Regions from separate parts of the Zea mays genome. Here all the other regions are linked to region 1. Evidence: chromatin contacts called from public Hi-C data. All regions are on one chromosome and are shown on one strand. The core of a region is the stretch at or near the end of the contact, and the rest is flanking DNA. Distances in the headings are between cores, read along the strand shown. Region 1 holds the start of LOC100286294 (40S ribosomal protein S14). Region 2 holds the start of LOC100191967 (amino acid permease). Region 3 has its middle 130 kb from the start of LOC100273774.

Evidence for each region. Hi-C and Micro-C count contacts between places; a contact is called where the count stands out from the background.
Region 2: a Hi-C map of root tip shows a contact between it and region 1, with 7 times the contacts expected there. The contact joins the promoter of LOC100191967 here to the promoter of LOC100286294 in region 1. A contact is called at or near these places in 11 of 25 Hi-C or Micro-C datasets (bundle sheath, ear, endosperm and 3 more).
Region 3: a Hi-C map of tassel shows a contact between it and region 1, with 1.7 times the contacts expected there. The contact joins the enhancer-like site here to the promoter of LOC100286294 in region 1. A contact is called at or near these places in 2 of 25 Hi-C or Micro-C datasets (ear and tassel).

The regions. Positions count from the first base shown.
Region 1 is chr9:99,142,377-99,146,594 of Zm-B73-REFERENCE-NAM-5.0, forward strand. It overlaps LOC100286294 (40S ribosomal protein S14), which reads right to left and starts at 1,988. Exons shown (of 6, transcript NM_001159181.2): 1 at 1,782-1,988; 2 at 890-1,009; 3 at 765-810; 4 at 597-682; 5 at 333-462; 6 at 1-204. The coding sequence starts at 1,784. The coding sequence ends at 137.
Region 2 is chr9:99,329,357-99,333,668 of Zm-B73-REFERENCE-NAM-5.0, forward strand. LOC100191967 (amino acid permease) reads left to right here and starts at 2,031. Exons shown (of 1, transcript NM_001137391.1): 1 at 2,031-4,312. The coding sequence starts at 2,454. The coding sequence ends at 3,917.
Region 3 is chr9:98,925,818-98,930,009 of Zm-B73-REFERENCE-NAM-5.0, forward strand. No RefSeq gene overlaps it. Among protein-coding and RNA genes, the nearest start is that of LOC100273774, 130 kb to the left of the region's middle. Within about 2 kb of position 1,429, at least 15 of the 20 cell types and tissues checked have an H3K27ac peak or open chromatin away from gene starts, as enhancers often do. A contact at or near this core is called in ear and tassel, where this site is marked.

The DNA of each region.
Region 1 (4,218 bases), core at 738-3,237:
ATAGATTCGGCTAACAGTAAATGATCCTCGACATAGAGCAAAATGAGCAAAATTAAAACTCCTTTTGGCAAGCTAATAAACAGCAACGCTACCCAGAGGCCAGTGCAAAGTGATGGCAAATAGCAAGGATACACGCCTACAGCCTCCTTCCCCTCCTACCACCCTTTCTGCGAGTGCTGTCAGTGGGAACCGGGGTAACATCCTCTGCACATAACACGAATGTTGCATTAACAAACAGAAACAATGAGGTGCCCAGTTATGATAGCTAGCACAACTTCATTGAAATGGGGCAAACCGGTACGGCTAGCCCTTGCAAGATTACGATTTCTTACCAATGCGTCCAATTTTCATCCCAGAACGAGCAAGAGCCCTGAGAGCAGACTGAGCACCAGGTCCAGGGGTCTTGGTCTTGTTGCCTCCAGTTGCACGAAGCTTAATGTGCAGCGCGGTGATACCGAGCTCCTGAAGACACAAGACCAAGTCACTTATCTGCCCACAGCAACCTAAGCAGCCTTACATAATCCTAAGCTTCAATTTAATTAAGCAAACATCATCTTTGGATACACAGACGAAATTCCAGGCTTCACTACAAATACCTTGCAACGCTGTGCAACATCTTGAGCAGCAAGCATAGCAGCATAAGGAGACGACTCATCACGATCAGCCTTAACCTTCATGCCACCTACATAGTTTAGCACACAATAGTTAAAACTAAATACTTTTGACATCTAGGTCAAGTATGAACCCAGGTTGTAGGATGGTACCAGTGATCCGAACCAAAGTTTCCCTCCCAGACAAATCAGTGACATGCTGCATATTACACCATCACAGTTACAATGGGAAAGATAATGAAAAGGCTCATACAAAGGGAAAAACATATAGCACTCACAATGAAGGTGTCATTGAAGGATGCAAAGATGTGAGCAACACCAAAGACAAACTCTCCTTCACGGACAGTGGGTCCAAGGGTAACGTTCTCCTCCTTGGGCTCCCTGGTCTTCCTCCTCGACTGCAAACATATACTACTATCAGATGACATCGAATTTATTGTCGTGTTAACAACCACCAGAAACAATTTCACCATGCACAATGAGTGAACCTGAGTTCATAACACATGTTGTGATTTTAGTAGCCTAACAGAATCAAAAGGCCATACTAGTTGAACACAATATAGTGAGAATAAATAGCCTGTCGGTGGATTTACACTAAGAAAAAAACTAACTAGGATTCATAGAGTGAACATTGACAGAAGCAATTCAACAGCGAATCAGTCTCGGTATACTAATCAAGCCAATCGTGTCAAGTACTAAAACAAGACTACCATCAGGATATATATTGTGAACAGACCAAGTTTCATAAATAATTCAACCCCAAGCAAGACCCCAGGCAATCAGCATCTCTAACTCTTTAGCTCGGAAGTAGTAGGTAATCAGCATCCCTAACTCTAGTCATATCAATACTTCCATAGTCACGGTATTAACTGCGCATCCCAAATATTACATTTGACAGCTAAACATCTTAACCTAGAACACTGATACATCGCGTAGATTCGCAACAAAATTGCCCCAGCACATCACCTAGGTCTTCAATCTAGGAGCACACGTTACAGTCAGCTAATTCGGCGAAAGACAAAGCACGGTTGCGATGCAGCAGCCAACAGAGCATAAGCTCCAATCAACAACTTTCCAAAGCAAATCTACGCTCTCAGGAACCCCCACCGCTACCGTGCTTGCGCCTAATCCGCGAACTAACCTTAACCAGACGAGAAGAGGATCGCTTACCATGGTTGCGTGGATCGACGGGTGACCGGAGCCGAGCTCGCCTGGGGTTGAGACCGCCGCTACCTACGCCGCCGCCGAAACTTCAGAAGGACGACAGACGCGTGGTGCTCATTTATATACTAGGCCGCAGCTCGCTAGGGTTTAGTCCCACCTTTACTCAACGCAAGTTCTTTTGCCCTCGCTCTTCTTTTGCTGCCACTGGGCCACAGTTCTTACACTAGGACCGTCCCTGTAATTTGGTGGCTTGGACAACCAACGGGCTGAAAATCTTTGGGCTATCTGGGCTGGATATACAGTCCATTTAGCCTCTATAATCTTCACCGCCTTGTCTCAGACATTTCATCACTTTTTAATATAAGACTATCTAAAATTTTAGGGTAAGAGATAAAAGATGATTGTATGAATCGCCAGACAATGTTTTGTATCTACAATTTATAACATTCTATTTGTCTCGCTCTCGTCGCATATAACCAAATATTTTTCAAATAAAACTACATCTATTCCTAAATCTAAACAAGGTCTTAAGAATGTGTTTACGTGTGTACTTTTTGTCACAATTGGGTTTTACATTAAGAGCAACTCCAATTTAACCCAACTTCTCTACATCATCCATCAATAGATGAGGGGCTCTCTCATTCTTCTCTCTTGAACCTTCATATGCACAAAGCCTCATTATTGTCTATAATAATATAATATAAAATAGAAAGATAATTTAGAGGATCAATTAAAGTGTGTTAAGAAGTTAGGATGAGAGACTTTTATTTGAGGGGATAGTGAGCTAAATTTTGAGGGATCGGTTGTGATAATTGACAAGTGGTTGTCTCCGTACCGAGGGAATAAATAAATGACAACATATCTCGGGCACATGGAAGTTTAGTGCATATGGTGCACATATTAAATCGGCACCACTCATCTTACATCTAACGTCTCTAGTTGTTTGATATATTTTGCTAAATACGCCCTCCGATGTGGTGGGTGTAGTGGTGGAAGGTATTATTTGTAAAATGCAATGATCAACCAGAGACGTTAGATCTAACATGAATAGTGATGATTTAATATGTGCACTAAACTTCCATGTATACCAGATATGTCCTCTAAATAAATAAATTTACACCCACATTGTACACCCCAATGCAGTGATGTACTAGAACAGATATACAATTAAAATTTAGGTTATTTTGATCCATGCCACTACAATTTTAAACTTCTAACATATGCAATTATTGTTCATATATTTGGAAACTTATCACTACAATTATGTAATACCCAAATTCAGTTAAAAATAGGATTAGTACAAACTATATGTGATGTGTTTTCGTATTTATTTAACATGTAAGTTCTCATGATTAGGTCATTAACTTAAAAAATATATAAATTATGGGGTGTTTAAAACTGTTTCGCTTTATGAAATCTAGCTTAGCTCTATAAAATTGTACCCAAACACTTCCAGCTTCAATGGCTCAGCTTTACAAAAATAGGTAAAGTTGGGGCTAACTTCGTATTTTTAACAAAGCAGTAAAAAGGGTGCTTCACTAACCATGTTTTCTAATAAACTCGTGAAGTTATAGAATATTTACCCACTATTGCCACAGATTACATTAAAAACGATACATTCTTTTATTTTGTTTCCTTCCCTCCTGCTTGCGTACGACACCGGGTCTCCTTCGTTCTCATCCAGCCGCCATGGATTCGCCGAGGGAAGCTGCTGCTGCACGGAAGAATCAAGCACTGGGCTCTCAACCACTAACGAGTAGCCGCCTAGTGGCAGGTGGTGTTCGCCTGGACGCGCTTAGCGCGACCATGGAGAGGCCCTTGCCATCAATGGCGACGCAGAGGTTGGTGGCTTGGGTGTTGTCCCAGTAGGACAGCTCGCGTCCGCATAGAACCAGCTCGCACTATCGTGAGGTTGATTCGACGGCCATGGCGTCCATGAGCGAGGTCGACTGGATTGTGGGTATATCAGACCTTTATAAAGAACATCTTATTTTAGTGAAACTAAATCCGGTCTATAAGCCAAACACTTTAGAAGCTCAGCAGAGAGATACTCAACTATAAAGTTCATAAAGTTGAGCTATACCAAACACCCCCTGTATGAACTGTTGCATTCATCCTGGAATTTCTTTACCTACAGCATTTAAATTTAAAAGGAGTTCAAACCATATTAGCATTTGAAATCATATTCAAACTTGAATAATTAAAAAGGAGAATGAAATTGGAAATAAGAAAAAAAAGGGATAAAACGTCAATTGGGCCAAAACCCTTGCGATCGACCCAGTTATCTCCATCGCTCCAGCACACACATATGCGTCGGCCCAGTTATGGTCCTGCGACACCGTATGTTGGGCGTTGGGCCGTGTATCATGTTGGAGGCCATTAGGGGTACCTTCAGGGGTTGTGCACGCCCCTAACCTCTATTTTAACAGCATCAGCTGCCACA
Region 2 (4,312 bases), core at 781-3,280, 190 kb after region 1:
GCCATGACGAAAGATTTCGACATGACTGCAGTGTTGCCCCCATATGAAGATATGGTTGCCTCGTAGCTCATTAGGAACTGCTTCGGGTCTGAGTGCCCGTCATACATAGAAAGTTGAGGTGGATTGTATGATGGGGGCCATGGGGTAGCCTGCAACTCTGCTGCTAGAGGAGAAGCATCATCAAAAGCAAAATTGCCATGATGGAAATCATCATACCATTCATCATCGTTGTATGAATTGTTTTGACGAAGTTCTCTGTGTTGAGGCCTTCGGTCTTGGTCATCTTGGGTGAGATGACGTGTTTCCTCAGTGGTCTCATCAATCTTCCTCTGAAGATCGGTGAGACGAAGCATCTTTTCTTTCTTCTTCTGAACCTGTTGATGGATGGCTTCGAGATCCCTGATTTATTGGTCCAACTCCTCCTCCTGAGGTGTTGGACTGGTAACCTTCTTTTTCTGGCTCCTAGCTTCGCGTAATGTTTCTTGATTAACGTCCAGTGGCTACAGTGCAGCCCATGGCCCTGATGACTTCTTCGGCGGCATGACGAAGGTCAAAGCTTGTCGAAAGTGGTCGAGCGAGTTCACCGGAGGTGGGCGCCAATGTTGGCCACTTGTTCTCAAATGCTATGAATTAAGAACAAGGCAACACAAGTGTTAATGGTTAAAGATCTTCATCCTTCGAATCATTATCTCCCTTAGGATATAATGATCTTCAGACGAAGGTCATGAAGGACAAAGCTTCATCATCTTAATAAATAATAATATAAGCAGAAGCATATAAACACAAAGGGAATATGGATAATTATTTGGAATCGTTAAATTATTCATCTTCTGTATTATATAAACATGAATAAATACCAATGATATTTATATGACATTGTACCTTCGGCTTGACAGAAGGTGATGAAACAAGAGTGACGTGCAAGTGATTACAATTCAGCGTGTACAGTACGGTGTTACTGTTCATCTATTTATAGGCACAGAACGCAGCCTTGGCAAAATTACATTCATGTCCCTGACATTCACTGTTAGCCAAAAGGTAAGTTGTCGAGGACTAAACAGTCTTTTTCTTTTAGGTCGGTTTCATTGTCCGTCATCGTCCTTGTGCTAAACCGAAGCTTCTCCAGCCACAGCTTCGGAGTTGGTCCATCCTTCTTCTAGATCACGCTTTTGCATACCATGCACGCCTTCATCTTAAAGTCGAAGCTTCCTGTGACAGTGTACTATGCTGGAAAGCATGTTAGTCGTATTTTTTAGGACCTTTGGAGAATGAAGGCCCCCAACAAGTAGGATTGGGTGGGTTTAAATTTCAAGCAAGTCAAACTTATTCTTAATTTTTTCCAATCACATCCAATCCATGGGTAACAGGATTAATCGAACAAGGCCTTAGTTGGGACAAAAACTATGTTGTTGTTGTTTATTTTATTGATATCATAAATATAATAACACAAAAGCCATTTATTTTAAGTATCTATTTAATATAACAAATATTGATAATATTTGACGTATATTTAATTAAATGTAAAATTAAAATATAACGTTGTGCTAGAATTGTATTATTTGGAAGAAGTATAGCATTATTCAATGGAAGACTTACTCACGTTTTGTGAAAACACTAAATTAACTTGAAAATCTAAAAAATGAATTCAATCGAGATTCAATTCGTTTTTGAAAAGCTCGTACAAAAATTACAAATTTGAGGAGGAAAGATATTTTTGCTCACCGACAGGTAGGGCAGATGGCAGAAGGTGGTTCCAATAGCCAGCAAATGGGTCCCGCTCCCGCTTCAGGTTGCCGGCCAATCAGATCGAAGAGCTGTATCTGCGCGTCGCATGCCCAGGGCATACACTTCTCACTGCCATATGGTCCAATTTAATTCTGGACCCACACGTCATAGTACTATCGGAGAACACGGGAGTTGCATGGTTGGTGTAGCCATCCGTACTCGGAATTAACGTAAATTGACTGTGCTCTCTTTGTTAAGAGTACTCTTCGTCCGAGAGAAGGAAGAACACGGAAGGAGGGACAGAAGTAAATTAAAAAATACAAATATGCAAGAGAGATAGAGCTCAGATCTCTCGCCACAGTTCAACGCCCCAATCCTGCCTCTTAGTCCAACCCGGCAACCCCAACCTCTTGGTGCTTCCCAAATTCCAACTCCCAAGCCCTTGGTGCTCACCAAGATTCATCTTCTCCCCCCAATCTCCTCCGCAGGGAAATAGTTGTTTTGGTTTCCGACTCCCCTGCTGCATAGCATAGGCACTCATTCCTCCCTTTCGACAGCAAGCAATTTTGTGTTCTCAGTTGTAGATTGGGCGAGATTTTCCTTCCATCCGTGGGTGATTCAGGCATTAGGATTCAATCGGCACAATTTGTTCCTGTATCCGCTCTTGCCAAGAATTTCCCATCTCCCTATTTGCTTTCTGATCCATCTTCGATGCGCTAAGAGGCGAGATGAATACGAATTACTCGGCTCTCCCATTGACTTCCCCCTCCATCGAGCTCCAACCCAACGGGGCCAAATCTAGCGCCGCCGCCAATGGCGTCCTCAACGGCCACGCTAAAATCTCCAGGCAGGATTCGTTCTTGGGCGAGGTGGAGGACGACGGCGGCGGGGCCGGTGAGCACGACGAGCTGCCGCTCATCGGCGACGGCCCTGCCGGGCCGCCAGAGGGGTCCGACGTGACCGCCGCCGTGTTCAACCTCGCGACATCCATCATCGGGGCCGGCATTATGGCGCTCCCGGCTACCATGAAGGTGCTCGGAGTCGCCGCTGGGCTCGTCTCGATCCTGGTCATGGGGGTCCTGTCCGAGATCACCGTCGAGCTGCTCGTGAGATTCTCGGCCCACTGCCGCGCGCTATCGTACGGCGAGGTCGTGCACAGGGCGATGGGCCGCCCGGCGAGCATCGTGGCGCAGATGTGCGTCATCATCAACAACGCAGGGGTCCTGGTGGTGTATCTGATCATCATCGGAGACGTGATGTCAGGGTCACTGAAGCACATCGGCGTCATGGATCAGCTGGTTGGCCATGGCGAGTGGGATAACCGGAAGCTGCTGATCTTGGTGGTCCTTGTCATCTTCCTCGCACCATTGTGTGCGCTTGAGAAGATTGACTCACTGAGCATGTCATCTGCCGCGTCGGTTGCCCTTGCCGTTGTGTTTGTGGTGGTGTCCAGCATCATTGCTTTGATCAAGATCGCCGAGGGCAAGATCAGTATGCCGAGGATGGGTCCAGATTTCAGCTCCCGTGCAGCAATGCTGGACCTGCTCGTCGTGATACCCATCATGACTAATGCCTTCATCTGCCATTTCAATGTGCAGCCGATCTACAACGAGCTCAAGGAGAAGACACCACAGAACATGTACAAGGTTGGCAGGATCAGCACCGTGCTATGCGTGGCGGTGTATGCCCTGACTGCCCTCTCGGGGTACCTCTTGTTCGGCGAGGACACCGAGTCCGACGTGCTCACCAACTTCGACAAGGATCTCGGGATAAGATTCAGCTCTCTGCTCAACTACATTGTCAGGATAGGGTATGTCATCCACCTGGTCCTCGTCTTCCCAGTTGTCCACTTCTCGCTGAGGCAGACAGTGGAGGCGCTGATCTTCGGGGAGCTGGCAACCCCTAGCAGGAAGAGAACATTCACATTGACAGTGGTGCTTCTAGCACTCATCTACCTTGGCTCGACAATGATACCCAACATCTGGATGGCCTTCAAGTTCACCGGAGCTACCACAGGGCTGGCGTTGGGTTTCATGTTCCCGGCCCTGGTGGCATTGAGGCTGGACAAGGAAGGGAGTCACTTGGGACATGGGGAGAGGCTCCTTGCGCTTGGTTTGCTGGGGCTATCAATTCTTGTTAGCGTCATCGGAGTCGTTGGAAATGTATACACCTTGAAGAGTAAGTCTGAATGACCTCCCCAAGATGGCAAGTTGATAGCTAGGGTTAGAGGAACCTTTGCATCATGAAGACACATGGTGTGTTGCTACAACTGGCATACAGATCGTGTAAACATGGTGACTATACACTAGGTCAAAATGTATTACATTCGAGAGAGCCTCAGCATCCTATATCCGTTTTTTACTTCAGAGGTTTAACTGTGGACCATTCTCGAGGGAATTCTTTTTGTACTTCGGACCAGATTGTTTTCGATGTATCGATTTCATTGTGTTCTTACATGAGGGCTCTAGAGTCACTCTTTGATCAGCAACCAAAAAAAAAGATTGGTTCTGATGTACTTTGAGGAGATTTTTGTTTCCCTATGTCAGTAAGTTGGTCTGTTTGGGGGCATACAATTCTTGCACTTTTT
Region 3 (4,192 bases), core at 179-2,678, 220 kb before region 1:
TTATAGACACAGGACACAGCCTGTGAAGAATTACAATTATGCCCCTCATAAAAGTTTACAACATTGACTCAGACCTTTATGGACTAAAAGGTCATTCTATCTTTAAGTCGGTTTGTAATACCGAAGCTTCATGAAGAGGAACCTTCGGCCATCTCATACAAACAGCTTCAGCCAAAAGCCGCTTCTTCCTACAAGACCTTCGACGACGAAGCATAGTTCCAACAAAAACAAAAGAACAAATTGGCCCTTTTTAACCACATTGCCTCACCAAAACTTGCAAGTTAAAACCAAAGGCAATGAGAAAACACAGATAGGGACTTGGAACAAGATACATTGATACTGGAATGCAGTGGAAGCCTCTTCGTTGTCTAAGTCCACCTGTTCCCTTTCAACCCATCTTTAAGACTATATCAAAACCACTCAAGCGAACACATTAGTCTCAAAAGGTCAAGTTGTAGTACATCCCCCCTAAACATGTGCATCATTTGCATAGGGACTTATGAGGCCCATGAATGACATGTACAACTTGAGCACCAAAATAAGTAAAGACAGAAATGCTTACAAGAACATGATCAAAGACATAAAACATATGTATGCTATAGATAAATCCAAGTTCCACGAATTTAAGACATTTAACTCACTACGCAACCTACAAAACCTTTTCTCATCTAAAGGCTTGGTGAAGATATCAGTTAGCTGGTTCTCAGTGCTAATGTGTAACATCCTAAATCCACCAATTGAATACAACCTAGTTTATATTATTAATTTCTAGTAGAAAGAAAAATATTTATGTTTTAAAATAATGAAATGGTCATATAAATAAATTGAGCAATTTCTTAATTAGATAAAATTTTGTCTAGTGTTTGGTGCATTCATGCCAAACATATGTTTTGCTTGATTTAAGTTTATATTCAATTTTTGGAATTGATCTCGTGAAGACAATCTCATTTTATAAAATAACAATGAGTTGTTGAAATCTTATTCTTAAACTATGCATTTTAATTTGTTAATAATATTTTTTTGAAATTATTCTAATTTTGGAAATATATATATTTATACATTAAAGTTGGATTTATTTATTGATGAATTCTTTTTTATGAAAATAAAATAAATAGTTTAATAATCTTATTCTCGAAACATGTATTTATTTTGATGAAAATATTATATCTATCCTAATTTGTTTTTGGAATATATAGATATATGTATTTGTATATGGAGAAATGAATTTGGAAAAGTTAGAAATGGACCGACATGCGTTCAGCCAATCCAAGTGGCCCAGCCACTCCCCACGTCATTTCCCTTTTCCTTCCCTTCCATGTACGTGAGGTCCCACATGTCATTTACCTTTTGCTCACCATCTCCCTCTCCCTCTTACAGACGGTCCCACTCGTCAGGGCCCTTCAACATCCAGCCAGTGCCCTGTACGCAGGTACTACAAGGCCGCCGTTTATCGTCTCTTCGGCCGCAGACTTGGCCCGTGGGAACGCTGTCGCCCCACCTACCCCTCGCCTGCTCACTGTCAGCACGGTGGTGCCCGCGTGATGGATGCAGTGCAGGCGTCGAGAGTGGACATGAGAGGAAGTAATATTTTTCATTTGTTGAATTGCCGGGTGTCGTGGGCTAGGTAGGCCATTGTGTGTGTTGGTGGCCGTGTCGGCCTGGTCATGTTGGCCTGCGTGAGTGCATCCTTTAAAGGGAGGTGAACCGTAGACTTGTGTTTTACGAAATGCATCGTTTAAAGGGAGGTGAACCGCAGATTTGTGTTTTACGAAAGAAATAAGAAACAGAAACAATTCCAGCCACTTACCTTGCGTCCTCCGGTTCTCTCCGGTGATCACCGTGATCGCTCACGTCGGCGGCGACGCACCGCGCGACCACGGGTGTCAATTGGTATCAGAGGTCGTCGATCTCCGGCGGTGGGCAGCACGGCTCCCAAAGCGAAGCCATCTGTTCAGACACGCTTCGTGCTCGAAGCGATGGCGGAAACGGATCGTGCTACGCAGGATCGATGGAGTCAAGTGCTGGAGTCATTGGAGGTGTTGACGGGGCAAGTGAAGGACGTGCAGAAGGTTCAACTCCAACTCATGACTCAAGTTGATCCGGCAGCAGGAGTTACAGAGCGTGCGGCAGAGGAGAGAAACGAGTTGTATGTGAGGATGGAAGAGACTAGAAGGGAGATCGCTCAGATGCGCTTGGAACAGATGGGAAGAGATATGGAAGGCACTTCGGAGGGTCCGGGAAATCGGGATGGAGGAAGACACCCTGAACAACTTTGTTCAGGGAGAGCAGCAAGAGCGGGAGACGCAACGGAGGAATCATCAAGGTCTGATGATAGGAAGACAACATGATGAGAGGATGAACATGCAGGGAGCAAATCGGGTATTACCCAAGATGTCGTTTCCCAAGTTTGCTAGAGAGGATCCGGTGGTTTGGGTAGATAAGTGTTTGGAGTATTTTCATATGTACCAAGTTCCACAACCACTTTGGGTATCTGCTGCTTCTATTCACATGGAGAAGAATGCTGCTCGATGGTGGCAAGTTCAGAAACTGCGTCTAGGTATGAGGAATTGGCAAGAGTTTGTGCAAGCGATGGAGAGTAAGTTGGCGCGAATGCTTATGCCAAAGCACTCAGGAAGATAAGGAGTCTCAAACAAGTGGATACTCTAGAGAACTATGTAGGGGAGTTTGATCAGGCTCGGTATATGGCCTCCATGCTTAACCCATTGCTAGATGAGATGTTTTTTGTTACACAATTTATATATGGATTGAAGTTGGAAATTCAAGGTGTGGTTCAGATGCATCAACCTGATACTGTGGACAAGGCTGTACTGCTGGCTCAAATGCAACAGGAGGTGCTAGATAAAAGCAGACCTAAAGGAGTTAGACAGGGGAATGTTGCTAAACAGTATCCAATTAGCAATAGAGGAGAAGGTAGGGTCCAGCAGACTGTGGAGATTTATCTCGAGAGAGGCAACTCAGGGAATACCGTAGAGTTAATGGACTTTGTTATGCATGTGGAGAGAAATTTGAGCCTGGCCACATTCTCAAATGTGCCAAAAGAGGGCCAGTTCAGTTAAATGTTGTGGTGGATGAGGAGGAACCAGAGGTGTTGACTGATGAAGTTTTACAGACGTTGGAACAAGAAGATGAACAAAGAGAGGTGTGCTGTCATCTGTCCTTTCAGGCCATATCAGGTTCTGACAGTATTTACAGTATGAGAGTGAGGTCTATTATGGGCAAACAAGTGATGCTAATGTTGGTGGATTCAGGCAGTTCCTCCACTTTCATCAGTGAACACATGGCTAAACAATTACAGTTGCAGGTGGAAGAGTGCCCAACTGTACAAGTGAAGGTGGCTAGTGGACACAAAATGATTTGCAACTCTATGGTTAGAAATGTTGAATGGTGGTTTCATGGGCATTTCTACCATACTGACATGAGAGTACTGCCTTTAGAAGCTTTTGATGCTATATTGGGTTATGATTGGTTGATGCAGCATAGCCCTATAGAATGTGATTGGGTACACAAGGTGCTGCAGTTTCGAGATGCTGGACAGGAGGTGATCTTATATGGGGATGATGTCCACTCGGGTTCAACCATTCAGGAGGTATCAACACTTCAAGTGTAGTTTCAAGTTAATGAAGCTGATATTCAGTTGCTGCTGCAAGAGTTTGCTGAATTGTCTAATGTTCCTACCCATCTACCACCAATTAGGCCATTTGATCATTGCATACCCCCAAGACCTGGTTCAGTACCTGTCAACTCCAAGCCCTATAGGTATTCACCTTTTCACAAAGACGAGATAGAAAGGCAGGTTACTACATTGCTGCAAGCTAGTTTTATAACTCCCAGTACCAGTCCTTTTGCCTCACCAGTTTTGTTAGTAAAGAAAAAATATGGGTCCTAGCGTTTTTGTGTGGATTATAGGAAGCTTAATGATCTTACCATTAAGAACAAATTTCTCATGCCCTTAGTGGAGGAAATTTTGGAAGAATTAGCTAGCACACAATACTTCACTAGTTTGGATCTCACAGTGGGGTACCATCAGATTCGGATGCAAGAATCCGAGGAATACAAAAATGCATTCAAGACTCATCAAGGTCATTATCAATTTAGGGTTATGCCCTTTGGACTTACCAATGCACCAGCTACTTTCCAGTGTGCTATGAACTCGATTCTTGCTCCTTTTCTC